Linked DNA regions of Gossypium hirsutum: region 1 is linked to region 2. The links are chromatin contacts, called in public Hi-C maps. All regions are on one chromosome and are shown on one strand. Each heading gives the region's core, a stretch centred on a gene start, on an enhancer-like site or on the middle of the called end of the contact. The rest is flanking DNA. Distances are from core to core; before and after follow the strand shown. Region 1 has its middle 21 kb from the start of LOC107887296. Region 2 holds the start of LOC107887280 (hydroxyproline O-galactosyltransferase GALT6).

Region 1 (5,326 bases), core at 991-3,490, 130 kb after region 2:
CCACCAATTTTGATTTTTCCTGGTTGTGTCGCCCAATACATCTCCCAGTACAATGTCGCCAACACGACGAACCCCTAACTGAGTTCACTGCTCCTCTAAAATTGACGATTTTTAACAGCCATCTTAGATGGACGAGATTTCGTGACTTATCCAGCATCAAGATACCCCCAGTGATTTTAAGGATGTACGCCCGAGCATGTTGTTCTCTTTCAACTTCAGTCGAATCCTCATCTAATCCTGCGAAATTTGTTTGTAACCAAGTGATACGAGTCACAAAAGCCCAAATTCTTGAAGGCGAGGCCCAATAAGAAGATTCCAAGCCCAATCAAGAAATCCACCCATACTTAGTTGAAAATCAGGCCAAATTATCAAAGTGGCCCAAGTTGTAAAGTTTTATTTTTATTTATTTATTTTATTTAGTTTAAATTTTTATATTCAGTCCAAGAGTCCCAAATAAAAGACCCTTGGCCGAATTTCCATATTAAAATAATTAGGAGTTTTTTTTTAGTTTTAGTTTTAGTGTTCTAATTAAATTAGGAAAACATTTGAAAGGCCTATTTATATGGCTTGGCCAGCCACCCTACATTACATTACAATTACATTGAAAATTTCAGATTTGATTTGAGTGAAAATTCTCTTTGAGTTCTTCAAGGATTTTCTCTTGGGTTTTCTTTAGAAGTTGTTTTAACAATCTTTTTGATTGTGGGAGCCATCTTCAACCTTCTTCTTGCCATTGATATTCTTTGGAGGGGAGATTAGAGCCGTTTGAAGGGAGTTGTGAGATCTTTCGAGATTTCAAGGCTTCTTAGGACTTATCTTTTAATTTCTTACTGTCAATTCTTTCTTTATTTCTACTTGTGCTGAATCATTATCTAATCTATTTTCTGTTCTTATTGTGTTTTCAGCCTTTTTCTATCTTAAGGAATCAGCCCAAAAATCCCCAATTTCTAGGGTTTTTCCATACTCTTTTTGGGTGAAATTAGATTGTCGAAATTTGGGGAAAACTATCTTGGTGTTCAATATCACAATCTCCTTGAGGGTTTCAAGAACCCTAACACTTATTTCTATTCTCAATTTGATTCTTTGCTGATTTGGGGATTTTATTTCAGATCTGAAAATTCAAAAATCTAATCTTTTAATTTTCTGTTTCGTTTCAGATCTAATTGTTTAGGGTTTTCGTAGGAGTTTCTCGTGACTTGACAACTCGATCTTGGTCCGCGCGCAACCCCGTATCACCAAGCCATTTTGATCCGAACTTTGTAAATTGTCTTTGGAACCGAACTCAAAAGTTCACTACATACGCCTCCCTAGTCAGCAAACTGAACAGACTTGATGACTACCAACCCATCCACCGATAACCCCAACTATTAATACACGTCCTCCAAAGTAATAGCATACTTGCATCATGAAAGATAGAATGTGTGTATCTCGGGTCTCCACCCCTCTGCCAACGCGCTTATGAGTTTCCAGTCCAACTTATAGCCTCGACCTACAAGGGTCACACGCCAAAAACTAACTTCCCTCAAGTATGGATTGATTAATAGTGATGGAGGACCGGGTAGATTACGAATATGACATTGTAAAATTTAATCTTCCACCTATTTACATAAAAAATACAAAATATTAAGTTAAAATATAACAATAAAATAAAAAAAAGTAAACTTTATTAAAAATTATTCTTACCATTTGCAATTGATTGATGGAAATGTGCTTGTCATCATGACGGAGTAGAGAATCGATCATTGCTAATTGTATAGAACACAAATTAATTTTTAATAAACAATATTTTTAGAAAATATTAATAAAAAATCTAATTTAGATAGAAATAGAATTTTAGTAATAAATTTAGGAGAGAATTTGAGAAAATTTTGAGAATGGTTTAAGAATTTTGAGAGAATATTGTAAACAATTAATAAGGTTGGGGAGGTCGGAAAAGTAGCCATTGGGGGGTAAAAACATGTCCAGCAGGAAGAGTTTTATTGGTGACACGGAGAAAATACTTCTAACTGGAAGTATTTTTTTGGATTTCCCCCTGAGCTAGAAGCATTTTACCTAAATCGGCCTATTTTCATAAATATTCTAAGATTTAGCCTATTCTAATAATTTTTTTTTAAATTAGTATTTTATGATAATTTTATCCATAATAAAATATTTATTGATAGTTTAGGATTGGACATTTTGAAAGTATAGGGAATGAATGTGATATACTCCCATTTGTAAACCTCGGCGTGTGATTGTCAGTGTCGCAGGTGCGCGTTACTGAAATCAGACACCCAAAATTATTGCCACTTCCATCTAACATCTCCCTCTTGTCCATCAAACATGTTTCTCGTTTTCAATTCTATTCAAACTGATCTTCCTCTGCACTACTTTCAGTTCGTTTCGTGTCTCCCATCCCATCCTTCTCCTTAAAATGTAATAATAATAGCCATTCTTTGGCTGCCCTAGTTTTTCTTTTCTATTTCTGCTAAGAAAATATAAAAGATGATATCAACTTCATCATCCCAAAAGAAAAACCTTCAATCCCTTTTAGCCACTAACCTCAAGAAACTCACCATCACTCCTCCTTCTAATCATAGTTTGATTTTGGCGATGTTTTCGGCCCTTTGACTCCTCACCATCCCAACCCCACCCTCCATTCACCTTCCTCCACGTCTCCCCCTTCTGCTTTCCTTGGGGATCCTCAAGTTATCCACACCAGGTCCCATTCTTATGTGGGTCCTTCTCCTCGTTACACCGTCTCTTCTTCCCTCCCTCTCCAAATCCAAACTGAAACCGAATACGAAGCCGAGGAACAAGATGACGATGAAGAAGAAGAAGCAAAACCCAAGATTGGGCCTGAGGATTTTGAGATCCTGAGAGTTGTTGGACAAGGAGCTTTTGGGAAAGTTTTTCAAGTGAGGAAAAAAGGAAGGAATGATGAGGATGGTGATGGGCTTTTTGCTATGAAAGTTATGAAGAAAGTAACTATCATTAAAAAGAATCATGTCGATTACATGAGAGCTGAGAGGGATATCCTTACTAAAGTTGTTCATCCATTTATTGTTCAGCTTAGATACTCTTTCCAGGTTCCTTATGCAATTTACTTTCTCTTTTTATTTGCATCTCCATAAAATTTGTCCCTTTTACTACTCTTTCCCTAAATATATTCATGTTATTTCAACTTTCCTAAAAAACCATGTTAAGTATTTTGTAATTCTGATCAGATGATATGAGAAATGATGTTAGTTCTTGGTCTTATGTTAAATACAATTGAATGGTTTGGATTTGAAATATTTGGTATGGTTTGGATTTGAAATATTTGGTCTTTAGGATTCAGCTTGATATCTGATTGAAGATCTGATTTTGTCATGAATTAGACTCTTCCTATTATACAAATTGTCAAAAATATTGAAGGGTTTTCTTTTTTACTTTGAAAAATTCAAGGTCTTTTATGGTTCAGCAATTTGTCTGTTTGAACTATTTATATGAGGACTTAGGATGTTTATCTCACTAGTCATTTCCAATCCATGATTATGTCATGTATTTGAAGGTCATATTTTGTCAATGCTTACAGTTGTGTTCTTATGTAATTTTACAGACAAAGTCTAAGCTTTATTTAATCCTGGACTTTATAAATGGAGGCCATCTCTTCTTTCACCTATATCGCCAAGGGATATTCAGGTATCATGTTGTTTCAACTTCAACTTCAACTAATTTGTCTGTTTGCAAACTTTTATTTTTGGTTTTTTTTTACATGTTTCTTGAATAGTGAGGATCAAGCAAGGTTTTATACTGCTGAGATTGTATCTGCTGTTTCACATCTTCACAACTGCAGCATCGTGCATCGTGATCTTAAACCTGAAAATATTCTTGTGGATGCTGATGGACATTTAATAGCCATGCTCATAACATACTTGAATGCCAAATATACATACCTCTGTTCGTGTTCTTATGAGTGTTCCTAGTTCCTGAATCCGTATGTTGCCCCAGGTTATGCTTACGGATTTCGGACTGGCCAAGGAAATTGATGAATCGAGCAGATCAAATTCAATGTGTGGGACAACAGAGTACATGGCTCCAGAAATTTTACAGTCCAAAGGTCACAATAAAGATGCAGATTGGTGGAGTGTTGGGATACTGTTATATGAAATGTTAACTGGTCAGGTAATAATATACAGAGATTTCCAGTATGTATAACTTTTTCAAATTTTACAAGTTTTAAGTTCGAACTTTCTAACATGAAAAGCTGGCTCAGGTTTGATTCGTTTTTTTTATAATGCTTGTTCTTATTAATGATTTATTTCGAGTTGCCTGGTTTTGTTTAATGCACCAGCTTGAGGTACATGTTTCAGATTTACTACTTAGTTGAGCATTTCTCCCACCTGCTATTTCTAATACAAGATATCTGTGAAGTGTCTGTAATCCCTGGATTTTGACAGCAATCAGTATGTGTCTTGCTCTGACTTTTATTATTCTTGAAGTACCTATGTTTGACATTCGTATTTGCACATTTTCAGACATGTATATAGGAATATGACTCCTAATCAGTACTCACACCTAAAGTCCGAGTAGCATAGGATTTGTTTTCTGTCCATCATTACATTCAATAATTATATGATGGAGTGCCATGATTTGGCAGCCTCCATATACACATGCAAATAGGCAGAAGCTTCAGCAAAGAATTATCCAAGAGAAACTCAAACTTCCACCATTTCTTACTACAGAAGCTCACTCTTTACTGAAAGGGGTACGTACAAGTTTTGGTAATGTTATTTTTTTCATCATTTTATCCTTGCTATAAAATTGCAAATGATTCGAAACCTCGTCCCAATCTTGCAGTTGCTGCAGAAGGAGCCACCAAGAAGGTTAGGTAGTGGTCCTGGTGGAGGGGATGAGATAAAGAAACATAAATGGTTTCGGTCAATCAATTGGAAGAAATTAGAAGCTAGAGAAATTCAACCAAAGTTCAAACCAGATGTGAGTGGAAAGGAGTGTACAGCCAACTTCGACAAATGCTGGACTACGATGCCGGCGGATGACTCACCAGCCTCCACTCCAACTGCAGGTGAACATTTTCAAGGTTATACTTATGTAGCACCTAACCCTTGGCTTTCTTCCAAGTAATTAACATTAGAGTGCTATAATAGCTCCTGTAAATCTATTGTTTACAGTAAAAGAAATATAAAATAAAATTGGATTCCTCTCATTGGGAGTGTAATGTATCTTACCGTTGTACCCAACACTTGTTTTCAAATAACAAACTCAATAAAGTTCAAGATCCTTTCTTTTACCACCTATGTTACTCCTAACTCTTCATTTTCCTTGCAGTATTTATTACTTTTAC
Region 2 (4,868 bases), core at 2,057-4,556:
AGTGGAATTCATAAACCAAAACATGGGTAAATGATATCCTTTCATTGGCATTACCTGGTTGATGAAAAGTGAATGTGGCTATGGGTCATCCATCTTTGTAATAGATGACTTGGTCATTACTTGATAGTGATTGATTGTTCATGAAGGAAGATGTAATGGTTAACATAAGATAAGATAGAATCAAGAATATTGCCCCAAAGATATCAAGGATGTCCTATGAGGGTAACACACTAATGACAAGGCCATTGGACAAGGTCATTGGATAAGCACTAAGTAGTTACTTTCGTAATGATATGTCATTGGGGATAGCTCAATCACAATACTATAGTAGAATGACTTCGTGACTAAATAAGTTTATAATTAATAGGAAAAAAGTCGGAACTTAATTATAAATCATTTGAGCCTCAACTTCATATGTCAAATTGGTCCATCCGCTAGCTCGTTGAAACTAGAAATGAATTAAGTGTTTGGATAAAAATGAACGGAGTGAATAGAAAAAGAGAAATAGGAAACCTTCAAGAATGATTATGGTTTTCTTCGAAATAGAGAAATGAAATAATTTGGAAATAAATGTAGGTTTCCAAAAATGGAAATGGAAATGAAAATGGAAATTTGTAATCCTATACATAATTACTCAAAAAATGATGGAAGAAAGAGTTATGTTTTTGGACTGTTTTGAAGCTCGAAAATGAAAATAAACCATTTAGTCATAGTGAACATGTTGAGTTCTGACATATTGAACGAATTTTCTTGAAATTTTACCAAGGGTAAAATCATCAAATTTTTACTGTGGATGATAAAATTATTTAATATATAAATATTAAAGTTTATTTTAAGAAATAGAACAATTGAATCGGGTTGGATCACATTACAGAGTATTGGGTCAAAAAGGCCCAATAAACACTTGTAATTGGACCTAATGTGAGAGAGGCCCAAAGCCCTTCATATAACATGAATGGGGCAACAACCCTAGTAGAAATACAAGGGTGAGTCGTTCACCCCTCTCCTACTCTAAGTAGGATGTTGTTTTTTCTATTTAAAATAAACCTCTATAATTGTACAAGGGTTCTACCTTCTTTTTCTATAAATAGATGACATTGGTAGAGCTATTAACAAATTTTTAAAGGATTTTTATTTTGCCGAAAATAGAGAGAATTTATTCTCAACTTATAAGCATATTTTTCAGAATAACAATTTTATCGGTTTCTATTAAAGAAGAGAGAATTTTCGTTTTCACCAAAAAAAAAACTTTTTCTATTTCTATATTTTGATTCAATTGGTTTGTGCCCATACTCAGAGCAATTCATGGTATGCGAATAGCACAGATCGTTTGTTGAAAGCCAAAAAAATCAATAATCTATTTATCCAAAAACACAGGTACGAATTCAGTTAAGGTTTATTACTATAAATATCACAAATTAGGTTGATTTTCAAAATTTTAATTTTTTATTGTGCAAGAAAACCATTTTCAAATTGGGTTTTTTCCCAACAACTAGGCCATTTTGGTGGCCGATGTAATCTCCCGAATTTGGGTCTAACGTCTAGGATGAGTTTTGGAGGTTACATCCTCCTTCTTGTTTAGCTAATCATAATAATCATATCAAGATCAAAACAAAGACATTCAGATGTAAGAAAGCCATAATTCATTTGCATGCAGAGAGAATTTAAAGATTAGCTGCAATCATAAACATCTCAATACAAGCTCAATGAATTAAACTAAAATCTTAAATATTATCAGTTTACTAAATCCTCAATCACTTAAGCTGATACATTATTTTCTCCATCCACGCAGATCGCTTATTAACTTTTCTTTCTTACAGATAAAACCAGAGAATAAGATGGAAGAAAGAAAAATGAATACCAGGATGAAAGAATCCTCCCATATATAATCTTCCCACTACCGCTTTCCTTAATCCCAAGTCAGTTAGTACTATTAATACCCTTAATCATAATATTTTCTACTAAAAGAAAACTCTTTGTTCTAAAGTAATAAGACTAAACTTGAATTCTAACTATTTATCAATTAGTTCGCAAGATTCCCATTAGAAAGTTTTTTTTAAGTGTGACACGAAAGATAGAAACGGCCAAAGGACTTTCCTTTTATATATAAGTATATATAGATAGCATGATACGTTAAAAAAACCCGAAAAGGTTGAGCCAATCTTACTGATCAAATCGAGAACCATATCTATTCTGCCTGAAAGATATACATTGATCAAAAGCATGTTGAATCGATTAAAAATCTGTTTAATTTTTTTTAAAAGGCAAATTATATTAGTAGTAACCTAATTATGGTTTTTTTTCCTTGTCATTCAATTATCAAATGTTACAAAATGATTATCCAACTATTAGTAAATTTCTTTTTTAATCACCCAACTATGAAAAGTTACAAAAATGCCACCTAACTATTCAAGTTTGTTTTTGTTTTTGTCACTAATGGGTTAATGTAAAAATAGAAATGCCAAAAAATCCAAGATAGTTGGTTGACCAAAAAAAACAATGGAATAGTTGTGTGACAAAAAAAAAATATCAATAGTTAGGGGACTAGAAAAGAGAAAAAAAACATAGTTAGGTGACTACTAATGTAGTTTGCCCAAATATGTTTTTTAAATTTGTATGAACTTTATATTTATACATATTGGATATTTTTATAAAATTTTAAATTATTTATTTATATGACATATAAAACAAATAATGGAATGTCAATATGAAATATATATGGACTGCCACATGGATTGTCATGTCTGTATTATTAAAAGTTAATATTTTAGTCAACACCTCTATTAAAAAAATTTAACTTTTTTTAAAAAAGTCAATGGTTAAATTTAACTTTAAAAAAAGCCAAAATGATAAAAAATACAAATATTGAGGATTAAATTTATTATTGTGCCATATATTTTTAAAATTTTATTTATAATGAAAGTGTTTTAAAATTTTAAGCTTCTAATTTTATATAAAAAGTAAAAGGGTTAGTATTTAGTAATTTTTAATATATATATTTATTTTACAAATAATTTTAAAAAATTGTATGTGTTCTTTAAATATTTATTTTTTTAATATTTTACTATAAGATATTTATCAATCTCTAACATTACTTATAAAGTTAAAAAAACTCCACTAATAATATATCAAATTTGATTCTAAAATAAAAATACAATATGTTTTACCTTTTACTTAATTTGTTGACATACTAAAGGAATTAATTTAAGGTATTCAAAAATGGAATTTCTTTGGCTGAACCCATACTGGGACGGATTCCGGCCTCTTAATATTTGTATAAATGAAAAGAAAAGTGAACACGTGGGCGGGAGAGTTAAACAGATGATGGACACCTAATATTGAGTGCCGGAGATTAAAAGCTGAAACATGGCGGCCTTTCCAACGAAGAATCCCATTTCATAAATCAATTTAAATTAAATTAATTAACAGCGGTTTATCAAATTTACTTTGTTTTTATATTTTTGTTGTGATAGAATCTATACCATAGCTTCTAAGTACCTCCTTTTACGCGTTTCCTTTCCCACATTTATAACCCCAAACTCTTTCACCCTCTTTGAAGACTACTATAAATTTTCTCTTCCATTTTCCGTCTCTGTCTCTTGATTTCATCGGTTGTCCTTTTTGGGTTGTGGGAGGGGATAAGGAAATGAAGAAATCGAAGTTATCGAAGCTAGATAGATTAGACAGATTCGATATGTTCATTTCCTTAGCAAAGCAACGATCGGTTCAGATTCTGTTCATCCTTGGTTTTCTGTACTTAGTTTTGGTTACCGTCGAGATCCCATTTGTGTTCCGGACTAGGTTAAATACTTTGTCTCAGGAACCATTAACTCGGGTTCCTAGACTCGCTAGCGAGGTTGAATTTCAATACAAAGAGGCACCGAGTCGTCCCTTGAATTGGGTTTCCAAGAACGCGCCCACCCCAACTCAGTTTCACCATCAGAAGCAACTAAAACTCCAGTCTACGATCCTCTCTCGTTTGTCTTTTGATGCCGAATCCTTTGACCCGACTGCGAAAGACGGGTCGTTGGAGCTCCATAAGTCAGCAAAAGTTGCTTGGGAAGTTGGGAGAAAGCTGTGGGAAGAACTCGAATCAGGGGAAGTCAAAATTGGCTCTATAAATAAACCCAAAAAACCCAAGAATGAATCCGAACTATGTAGGCCTTCGGTTTCTTTATCGGAATCGGAGTTTTTGGCCCACGGCAAGGTCATGGTGCTTCCCTGCGGGCTTACTTTGGGGTCTCACATAACGGTGGTGGGGAAACCGAGAGCAGCCCATGCGGAGACAAATCCGAGGATTGCGTTGCTAAAATCCGGGGAAGATTCTGTTATGGTTTCGCAGTTTATGATGGAATTGCAGGGGTTGAAGACGGTGGATGGGGAGGACCCACCGCGGATTCTTCATTTTAATCCCAGGTTGAAAGGGGATTGGAGTAGGAAGCCGGTGATCGAGCAGAACACTTGTTATAGGATGCAGTGGGGAACTGCCATGCGTTGTGAAGGGTGGAAATCCAAGGCTGACGATGAGACTGGTGAGTTTGGCTTTTCTATTTTTTTTTTATTGAAGGCTATGTTGATGCACATGCTAATCAGAGGTGAATTATATTTGGTGACCAAAAGGTTGTTTTGTTGGATTTGCGTTAGAACCTTTAAATCTTAATCTGTTGGTAGTTTTTAGTTAGACTTTTACCTTCTCTAAATTAAGAAATATTTGTGTTTTGTAATTGATTTCTTCTTAGCATCTTCTTGATCGGTGAAATATTTTGGTTTGGGATTAAGGCCTGTCTAATATGTTCGTATGTTAATTCTAGACGCTAGATTTAGGGTGTTTCCGAATGCAAATTTTATTTTTCTTAGTGAATTTATTC

The links. A called contact is a pair of places that touch in the nucleus more often than the background predicts.
Region 1: a Hi-C map of leaf shows a contact between it and region 2, with 2.4 times the contacts expected there. The contact joins the enhancer-like site here to the promoter of LOC107887280 in region 2. A contact is called at or near these places in 17 of 34 Hi-C or Micro-C datasets (anther, callus, fibers and 4 more).

Annotation. Positions count from the first base shown.
Region 1 is chrA03:24,160,976-24,166,301 of Gossypium_hirsutum_v2.1, forward strand. It overlaps the pseudogene LOC107887297. Among protein-coding and RNA genes, the nearest start is that of LOC107887296, 21 kb to the right of the region's middle. Within about 2 kb of position 2,241, at least 9 of the 9 cell types and tissues checked have an H3K27ac peak or open chromatin away from gene starts, as enhancers often do. A contact at or near this core is called in fibers, hypocotyl and leaf, where this site is marked.
Region 2 is chrA03:24,026,531-24,031,398 of Gossypium_hirsutum_v2.1, forward strand. It overlaps LOC107887280 (hydroxyproline O-galactosyltransferase GALT6), which reads left to right and starts at 3,307. Exons shown (of 7, transcript XM_016811471.2): 1 at 3,307-4,532. The coding sequence starts at 3,647.